Regions from separate parts of the Mus musculus genome. Here region 2 is linked to region 1. A link is a contact called in public promoter capture Hi-C data. All regions are on one chromosome and are shown on one strand. The core of a region is the stretch at or near the end of the contact, and the rest is flanking DNA. Distances in the headings are between cores, read along the strand shown. Region 1 overlaps Adk (adenosine kinase). Region 2 holds the start of Dupd1 (dual specificity phosphatase and pro isomerase domain containing 1).

Evidence for each region. Promoter capture Hi-C pulls out the DNA fragments that hold promoters and counts their contacts.
Region 2: a contact with region 1 is called in a promoter capture Hi-C map of second pharyngeal arch cranial neural crest. The contact joins the promoter of Dupd1 here to the enhancer-like site in region 1. A contact is called at or near these places in 9 of 39 promoter capture datasets (the C10 cell line, cranial neural crest, frontonasal cranial neural crest and 5 more), 1 of 484 Hi-C or Micro-C datasets (bone marrow-derived macrophages), 1 of 115 datasets of contacts at active chromatin or transcription factors (embryonic basal ganglia) and 1 of 9 other capture datasets (adipose tissue).

Annotation. Positions count from the first base shown.
Region 1 is chr14:21,159,102-21,164,275 of GRCm38.p6, reverse strand. The region is part of intron 3 of Adk (adenosine kinase); the gene reads right to left. Among named protein-coding and RNA genes, the nearest start is that of Adk, 110 kb to the right of the region's middle. Within about 2 kb of position 2,430, at least 4 of the 459 cell types and tissues checked have an H3K27ac peak or open chromatin away from gene starts, as enhancers often do.
Region 2 is chr14:21,711,455-21,716,628 of GRCm38.p6, reverse strand. Dupd1 (dual specificity phosphatase and pro isomerase domain containing 1) reads left to right here and starts at 2,053. Exons shown (of 4, transcript NM_001013826.2): 1 at 2,053-2,120.

The sequences.
Region 1 (5,174 bases), core at 1,181-3,680:
AACTATCAACAGTATTAGTTATAGGAAAACTCACACTGAAACTACAATGTGAGGCATTTTCTTTTCAGTAAAGACCTGAAAAAAAACCGAAAATATTAAGCAGTGAAAATATCAACATCTGACAGGTTGGGGAGCGTGTAACGGGGCACGCTGCTGGCGGAAAACCCAGAAAGACAAGTGCCTGCTGTTCCACAGGAAAATGTAAACACATGATTAAATCATAATTCAGGCATCTCAGCAGTCACTGTGCTCTTACTATTTCAAAAATAAATTTGTGAATAAACTAATTGATATGCCCATAGAAAGGAAACTGTTGTATAAGGAAAATGAACAACCAGTGTTATGGATTACTCTAAGAAAACACGGTAAGCCATGTGAAGAAGCCAGATGCAGTAGCGGGCACACAAGACCATTCTTTTTTTTTTTTCTCCTAGATTTCTGGATATGACAAAACAAAGGGGTTAAGGTCAGCTGCCACAGATGAGGGGTTCTGAAGAGAAGCTAATTACAAATATATATGTCTTAGAAAATAATGCATTTTCAATGATTTTGCTGATGGTAGCAACATTTTAAAATTTAAAATGTACATGAGGAGTTAATTTGTTACGTACACTATACTTCAGTGTATGTTAATGAACCTGACTTTAGAAGACACATAAAATCTCTATCACTCTCCTATTTTTTTTCTATTATCAACTAATAAACCAAAGGTTTCCTGGCTTGTCCTTTATTGTGGACTTCTGAAATCATCTGAGTGAACAGAAAAACTGAAAACCTTAAAACCAACAGTGAGAAACTCGCCAGTGCTTGGCATTTCTCATCTTACCTCTCTCAACAGAGAATTGAATGAGTAGCTTTCCTGAACCCTACGCTGCAGACATTTTGGACTTCTGTCACTTATAATACAGGAGACTGGAAACTTCCTAAGAAGATGAAGTGTGTGTCTCTGAGATCACTGGAATACTTTGGTTTGAAGGAATATGTCCACTCCAACCCAGTACACTGACAGGGAGAAGGAGAAATGCACCAGTAAGAAGCCAAGCCTGGCTCTGAGGCCCAGGGCAAAACGTCATTTCCCATACTTGACAAGTTCCTATGCAGGATGGATCAGTGATGGTGCACTGGAAAGGGGACCTGCCTCATGCTGCCCCCCCCCGGCCCCCATGACTCTGGGGCCAGGAGCAGAGTAACTCATTTAACAGGTGAGCATGTCAATTTTTGACAGACATCTTTTATTACCTTCATTATTAGTCTCTAAAACACTCCCAATGTTTACATTAAAAAGCAGTTAAGAATACTAGAATGAGATCGTTCTCGAGCAGGCCTTATAAGCACTATGCAGCTTCCATGCCCTACTGTATTCAACTGAATGTCAAGTTATCCATTAAAACAGCAAATGAGATGGGGTTTCTACGGACTGGAGTCACAAAACAGAAGAAAGCTGCAGAGAAAATCGTCACTCTAGTATACTGGCTCAAGGAAACTAACATTTTGGAGTTTTCCAGTAAATTTTAATTTAAATTCAGTAAAAAAAAAATTTTTTTTTAAATTTTTGTTTGGTTGTTTTGTGTTTTTTGAGACAGAAGCCATCTATATAGTTCCAGTTGGCCTGTAACTCACAGAGATCCACCTGCCTCTGCCTCATGAATGCTAGGATTAAAGGCATGGGCCACAATGCCTGGCTTTAGTTGATTCTTAATTAGTAAATTTCTTACTGGTGTGACATGAAGCAACTTCTACTTAAAATGAAGGATACCATGATTATAACCTATAATACATCTCCAATTATTCTCTATGGGGAAATAAGAATTATGAACAGGAAAGCACAGAGAGCCAGGCCATACAAGTTTACTTCCATCTGAGGGCAAGTGCTTTCCATTGTCAATGAAACTAAAGTCGCTGTACTATACGGAAGCAGGGAAGAAAAGTTCTGGTGTGCAAAGAAGGGAGATGTGGGCACACTCAACATCCGTCTGAAGAGAGACGACCTCACGTTGTATAAACTATCTCAGTATAGGAGCAGATATCAGTAATTTGAAAACAATTCAGGAAGTTTAAGCCTCTGAGGAGGGGTAAGACAATTAAAATCTTCACGGGGAACTCAAAGACATTAGTTTCCATGAGAAAGCACTCTTAACTGCCAAGCAGAATTTTCAATTTTCTTTCCTCTTTCTCATCTAAACAAATAATAAATGTAAAACAGCAGTAATTCCGAACAGGTTATACTTATTAAGACCAAATGTTAATAGAATAACACGGGGGAGGGAATCCATAAGCAAATTTTAAGATTCAAAGCTTTGAAATCTTTTACCACAAATGTTCAAGTGAGGTTAAAAAAAAAAAAATCACTGCAATGTCAGTCTGATAAAAGCCAAAGAGCATTCCCACATGTGCTTATATTTAAGGATATTTGAAAAAGATGGAAAAAGTAACAGTCGTTCAAAGTTAAAGTTAGGCTGTTAGTTCATGCGGACTGTAATTAGAGGCATTTCTCTACCTTCTCATGTTATTTTCTTTGATAAAAAGTTGGTTTTAAGCACGTGCTGCTTAGATAAGCCGTTACTCTACTCAAGTGTAAAGTTTTTTAAGGTTTAATTACTCCCATTTATAACTCTGGAGATGGAGGGATTTTTAGCATGTTAGATAATCAAATATACTGTGGAAAAGTACTAAGTATAGATGATTAAAATGATTACTCCTAAATTTACATAAATGACACGTGCATTAGGTTTGAACCTATCATAAAAACATATAACTAAATTCCACTAAACACATTTACAATTTTCGTTAAACAATAAATTGTTTGACATTTACTTTTTAAGCCATGCAAGTAAAAGGAAAAGACTGTAGGAAAGTGATCCTCAGAATGACATGTGGCGACTCCGGGTAAGCACACACGACATCCTATCCATGGGCACCCCCAAAACACAAATTACACGCTCTTCTTGGCTTGCTTTATTGGTTTCCTTTCTCCTCTTGTCTTTATCAAAGCCTGTGATTTAAGTGGGCCAGGGTTTCTCCGATCAGAGACGAGTTCTAGAAATACATGCACTGGATATGGAAAACGGTTGAGGAGCTAATCCTGTTTCTCTGTCAAACTCTAAAAACAAATCACTCATCAGAAACACTCAGGCAGACATCTAAATCCCCATCAAAACACATCATACTGAACTTCCGATTCCAAGTAACTAATAATGTGTCACAGCCAACATTCCTGCTGACAACAACTAGAGAAGCCACATAAATATGAAGTCATATAAATAATAGCACCAAAGAGGTATTAGTATAGCTCTACAGAAGTTAGTACGACTGCAGGAACAGGCAGCGCTCTTTCACACCTGCACTCATCAGTAGCTGGTAACTGGAAGCTGGAAAGAAGTGACCTGACATTTACCAAACCTCACATAGCCGTGTCCAGCAACACATCTCTTGAATTCCGAAAATGAATGGCAAGCTAAGGAGGCTAAAAAAATTAACCTCAAAAACAAATGGTTGTCTTGGGTGGTACCTCACAAAAAAACAAAACAAGCAAACAAACAAGCAAGCAAGCAAGCAAGCATGCAAACAAGCAAGGAAAGGGGATGCAAACCACAATGGGCAAGAAGAGGAAAGCAGCCAGAGAGGACGCCCGAACCATAAGTGACTGTGGACCCTTCAGTCTGCGCCTCCTGCAATACTGTTCTCCCTTTTCTCTATGAGGTTGGTGGAAGGGGGCAGGGTTGAAGATTTGACCATCTCAATAAATCAAAGATTAAACTAGGTCACCATTTCTCTCTGGGGGAAGGGGACAACATATATCAACATGGGTTACATCTAGACAATGAAAATACATCTGAGACTTAGTAGAGGTCAAGGATGGGATGGCAGGCAACGGGTGAGCAATAACAATCATACAAGACGAAAGCGAGGACTACAACAAAAAGTTAGGCTTGCATTTTGAGATATGCCCAATTCCTGGGGGGTGGGGGCAGAAGGATAAATTGTTCCACTGAATCTCTTAGAACAATTTGGCGGTAGACTATTTCACTGTTAGTGAGGCAAAAAGTTACTGAACTCATTTGAAAGCTCCAGAAGTTTAAGGCCGGAGGAAAAGAGGTAGACTGAACTATAACTGAACATCAGTGTGACCCAGGCTTTGTCCTGGATTTTATTACTGTGTTCAGTTTGCCTTCCTGCTCCACATTAGCAGCGTAGAGAAGAGAAGACATCTGATAGAAGCTAGAGGTGGAAGACTATACAAAGGGCAGCTAACCCACAATCGCAAGTTATGACAAAAGGAAATTAGAAAGGAACTGGACCAGCACTCGGGAGGCAGAGGCAGGCAGATTTCTGAGTTCGAGGCCAGCCTGGTCTACAAAGTGAGTTCCAGGACAGCCGGGGCTACACAGAGAAACCCTGTCTCGAAAAACCAAAAAGAAAAAAAGAAAAAAAAAAAAAAAAGAAAAGAAAGGAACTGAAAGAAATGCACGCAGAGTATTTTAAGAAACCTAATGAGATTCTAATAAAATTACTAAAATTATGTTCTCTGAATAGGTGAAGAGAGTAAGTTGGGAGTAGAAAACACTATTGAAGACTATGCGGTCCAGCACCAAGAGAAAGACAGAGGGAGACGGGAGCAGGAGAGGACCACGTCAGCCCCTGTGGCGACAAGTCAAATGCTTTGAAGTGACACAGATCAAATCAAGCTCTTCAGCATCCTTCCCCTCAGCGAGCAATGTCCAGTCCAGCACCGTGTGTTCAGACACTCGACTTCATTCTTCCCTTTCATTACCTTGAACATGTTAAACATGCAACAGATTTTATCAACTACCTTCATAATTGTGGAGGAGAAACCCAGTTGGTGATTTCACTGAGAATTTTCAATCAGAGAAAAATCTGAAAAGGACCAATTGTCATCTTTAATATTTTAAGTTTGAACTTCTGGTTGTTTGAAAAGGTACTGGATGCGAAGCATTCTCAATCCTTACGGTATGAATCATGGAGAGTCAAAGCTATTAAGCAATTAAGTAAATGTTAACAGACATGAATAGCATAGCAATGTAAACTCAAAACCCACATAGAAAAGACACCGTTTTTACATTACTGTTAACAGAATTACAGCTCTGAATTACCTTTTAAAAGCAAAGATTATGAAAATTTATCAGTGTAAGAATTATCCCAGTCATGCCCTGGCA
Region 2 (5,174 bases), core at 804-3,303, 550 kb before region 1:
GTTTGCCATGTTACAATGCACTACTCCCAGGCCTCAGGGATTAGGAAGTGGATATCATTAGAATCATTAGACAATTCTGCCCCTCACGCTTTGATTTGAGCCAAATTGAGAGAAAGTGGGAGAGGGCAGTGTCAACCAGTCTCCGCATTCGGAGAAAGAAAACTGGTTAAAATGGGGGGTAGGGGGCTGGAGAGATGGCTCAGCCATTAAAGGCTAGGCTCACAACCAAAAAGAAAAGGGGGGGTGGTTAGGGGGAGGACCCGGGGGAGAAAGGGTTTGCTAATGAAAACCACATGGGTTGGGGATGAAGTGTTTGTACCCATGTCAAAGACGACCACAGTATTACAAGTTCACAGCATTACAACTCCTCGAGAAGCTACATGAACACAACAGTGCTTGCAGAAGCAAGCTGCGGGTACATCTCCATACCCTGGGGGAACCTTCCAAGGGTTGGGACTGGCTGGATCCTTCTAGGTCAGGCTGATGGGTTGCCTGACCTGTGCCCAGCTAGACAACGTGGAGTTTGTTTCACCCACACGAGGAGGTACAGGGGCGTCCTCCCCCTGCATGGTGTTAGTCCTGTATCAGAGTTATGCAGAGAATGGTCTATGCATCGCAGACTAGCCTTTTTTTTTTTTGACTTCTAGAAGACAGACCAGGTGTCCCTAAAAATGCTACCATTCTTCTCTAACACAGTCTCCCCACGGATTCCTAGGGCCCTTGATGGAAAAGGTTAGGATGCTCCCCTATCCTGTTGTTCTACCCAGAGAGATTCTCCTGCCTCTGCCTCTTGAGTGCTGGGATTAAAGATGTGAGCCACTATGTCTAGCAAAATATAATGTATGAAGGACTGAGAGAGTGGAGAAGCCCGCCATTTGTCTAGTTCACCGCTTAGGGTCTTGCTCACGGAGGTGATAATCAACAGTCCCTCTATATCCGATGCTTTTCTCATCCTGACACCTTAAACGGTTTGCTTTTGCTCACAGTTGGGGGGATATGGTCTACCAAGGTGGGGACGGGATGGTTTGCTGGCAGCTCATGATAGATGGGAAACAGAGTGCTCCATCTGAGTTAGATATGGCATACCCGTCAGACCATCACCACACCCTACCCCTCCTTGCCCAGTGACTCTCACTTTCTCCAGCCTCGGCCCTACCTCTTAAAGATTCCACAATTTCTCAAAACAGTTCCACCAGCCTATGAAAAACATTTCATACTCAAATCATAACAGTCCTCAAATTCTTCTCTTGGCTCCATTTGACTTTACTACATCTTTCGTCTTAGATGCTAAGAAATGTTTCTCTCATTGGTCTATCGTCAATCCATCTACATAGTATCTGGCTATCTTAAACAACTCTCTCTCTCTCTCTCTCTCTCTCTCTGTGTGTGTGTGTGTGTGTGTGTGTGTGTGTGTGTGTGTGTGTGTGGTGCACAGGCTCATAATTACATAAGAGGGTAGAATTGTGAGCACTGTCCTCACTGAACTCCAGAAAAGCTGGGGACTTGGGGGTTGTTTTGCAGGAAGTGCTACCTGCACAGTGTTTGCCCACAGGGACTCTTTCTCAGGGATTCATCGATCATTCTTCGTGATGCGATGTCCATTCCATCCATCCCCAAGAGATAGCTCTCCAAACTCTCAGAGAGAGCTGCGGTAGAGGGCAGAGATCTTCATGCTGTGAACCCTGAGGCCTCCTATGGCTCTGTGTCAGCAGGCAACCCTCCCATCCCCGGCCCCCAGCCCGGTCATCATTCTGAGACAGAGCCCTTAGAGGGCCTGCAGACACCTCGCTTCATCCAGTGTAAGAAAACAAAGCTGGGGAATTACCCATCTGTCGCCATCCTGGCGGCCACATGTCCTGTATCTGTGGCTGAGCCAGAGACAAACATGTGGCCTCCAGGTACAGGACTGCTTGAGTCAAGGGTTTCAGGTCACACTGGGGAATCATTTTGCAAACAAATGCCACGGGTCTCCTCTCACACTGGACAGCATGCAAGGTCAGTGTCAGCAGATCTGACCCTAAAAATAGGCCCTCTGAGCTGCTCTGGAGGGTTAGTGTAAGGCTGCCACACACCCTTCGGACTGGTACCTCTTAGCCCAGCCAGGCACTTGGGGCACACAGGTAAGGCCCTTGAATGGGAAGACTATTGCCTACGGGGTGTAGCCAAGCGTTCTTTAAGAAAATGGCTGTGGGGATTGGAAATCTTACTTCCACAGTTTCTGAAGCTGTAGAGAACATCCTTTTAGTACGAAAGGCTCCTTGCTATCCCAGCATTCAATAGAGGCAACACTGAATTGCTTTCTCGTTTCTTGTCTCTAAATTATGAGTTCCTGTGATGATTTCTAAGGGATAACCTAATGGGTTAAAGCTCTTGGGTCCCGTCTGAGCCTTTGGATGCTCTGTATGGTATTCATATCATGGAGCAGGGGAAATAGAGGCATCAGATTCCCTCGGATCATGTGTAGGGCAGCACAAATTACAAACGCTACTCAAGGCTCCAGTGTCCTGGCAATCTTAAGCCTCATTCAAAGTAAGATACTCTTTAAAGAATTTTCCAATCCTGAGGGGAACATGGGCTGGGGATGGAAGCACCCCAGTGGAGATGAGGAGGCTGGGTGATGGAGAGATGGAGCTATTCGCCTATGACAGCACCATATGAGGTAGGAAGGGAGAGGATAACCCGTACCTCAGACCAGGCTCTCCCATTAGATCCAGTGCTCTTGTCCCGTGGCCCCAGTAGTCACTGGTAGGCTTGGAATTCAATAGCTGTTGGGACTACAAGGCACTGACAGTTCAGAAGCTGAAAGTACCCTGAGAAGGGGACATGAGGGTCGAGTGTGAAGAGGCCACCAGCCCCTGGGGGACCCTCACGTGTCACATTCTTTGTGCTGCTTTGCTATTTCCCCGGTGGCCCCTCCTTGTTCTCACTGTATGGGTCCTATGGACAATTTGGAAGACTCTGACATTTAGTGGCAGCAGGACTGGAGGGGCTTCTGAGGGAGTACTCTGGGCATGGAGAAGGTAGGAGGTCAGAGGAGAATTAGGGAAGGCCAGGCAGCACGGAAGCTACCTCAGGAGCTAAGGCAGGTCTGCTAAGGAACAGAGGAGAGGCAATGGTCTCTCACCATCAGTGGGCCAGATGTCTTGGCTGAGGGTGTTTCAGGCCTGGGGTAACAGCTGGACTGGAGATAGCACTGGGGTCCGTGTGAAGGTAGACTTCGTGTGCCTGACTACTTTCTATCCCATGATAAAGAGCAGAGGGCTGTGCTAAGGCCCAAGGCTGGACTTTGGGCTTCGATTTGTTTGCTTTCTTCCTAAACTACGAGACTTAGCAGCTTGCACTTGGGGACAGGACGGGGCTCCTTTCAGCAGCCACAGGACTTTTGCAAGTGTTTCCTTGTGCCCAGTACCCTACTGTTGTTGTTGTCTGTTTTTGATTTGAGGTTTTTGAGACAGTGTCTCTCACGCTGTAGCCCAAGCTGACCTGGAACTCACTATGTAGTCCAGGCTAGCCTCAAACCCATGACAGTCATCTTGCCTCAGCCTCCCTAGTGCTGGGATTATAGGCAGATACCACCATACCTGCCTCCCAGAACAGTTTCGTGAGCTTTCCTTTTAAGGATTAATACACTTCCTTCCCCCTTTTCAGATGGGGAAACTGAGGCATAGGTGAATTAGGTCACAGGGCTTAGGCAGTGGTGGAGACTGGAACCCAGTGTGCCTCAGAGCCTGACGGTAACAACTTTGGGGCCTGGTACCCTGAAGGCTTAGGCAGCAGCTGGGGCCTCTCACTTGGCTGTTCTGTTCTGAGCCCTACCCAGGGATGTGTGGGCCACACCCAGGGATGTGTGGGCCTGGAAAGAGCAGGAGCTAGGCTAGGGGATGCTACCACATTTGTCTCCTACTTGACTCCAGAGCAGATGATGTTTAATTTCTGTTCGAGTGACTCTTGATGGTCCCGTGCCTTCCGTGTCCACAGTAAAGAGCTGGTGAGGGCTTCTGGAAGCCTGGTAAGTCTGGCAAAAATAAACTGTCTCAGAAAACCTCACTTGCACTTCACGTAGGAACCGATGAATCCTGCCACCCACAGGCAGATGCGGAGACCTGTCGGTGCCTGTATCTTCTTCTGTAACTGCCCCATATCAACTTCTGCCCAGGCCACACCTCCCTACTCTGTCTCTCCTTGGCTTAGAACACCACTCACCTCCCTTCTTCACCCAAGTCCCTGCTCTGTGGAATGTTCTTCACGTTGATATGGTAGGAGCTAAGATGACCTCATTTAAATCCCCGTCCTGATACATTGTCCCCATTTACATGTGAGGATGCCAGGTACTAGGTGCATAAGACTCCCAGGCCCGAGAGCACGTGGCAAACTTTTTACAATACCAGGAGAGGAGCACAGAGAATGGAAAGGCAGGTTTGAGGAGATGACTCAGTGGATAAAGTTCTCGCTGCACAACATGAAGACCAGGGTTCAAATCCCAGCTGCCTGTAATCCCAGCACTAGGGAGGCAGAGACAGGGGATCCTGAGAGCAGGCTGGCTGGCTAGACTAGCTGCAATTCATGAGCTCTGGCTTGGCAAGAGACCCTGACTCAGAAAATAAATAGAAAGTGATCAGAGATGGCCAGTGTGATTTTGGGCTGCCACACTGATGCACGTGTACATGTACCTGAACACATGTGTGCCCACGTGCACACATATGTTTAAAAAAAAACAAAACAAAATAAGATGCTCAGGCTTAGCCACATGAGCTCATGCTCTGACCAGGAACATGGCATCCTCTCTGCTTGCTGAACCAAGTCCCCGTTGTACCCTACTTGGTAACCTGCCGGCATCTTTCTTTCTTTTCCTTCTTTTCTTTCCTTCTTTTTTCTTTTCTTTTGTGTGTGTGTGTTTTTTTTTGTTTTTTTTTGTTTTTTTGTTTTTTTGAGATAGGGTTTCTCTGGGTAGCCCTGGCTGTCCTCACAGAGATCTGCCTGCTTCTGCCTCCAAGTGCTGGGATTTAAAGGCATGGGACACCAGACCTAGCTAGTATCATTTTTCCTAACTTCACTGTCCCTCATTTTTCTTCGTGTGTAATGTGGTGCACTTGTGTCTCATGCAGGAGGTTTTAAGAGCAGACATTCCCTGAGAATACAATAAATGAAACCCTCTGTATATTTATTCCTTGGAG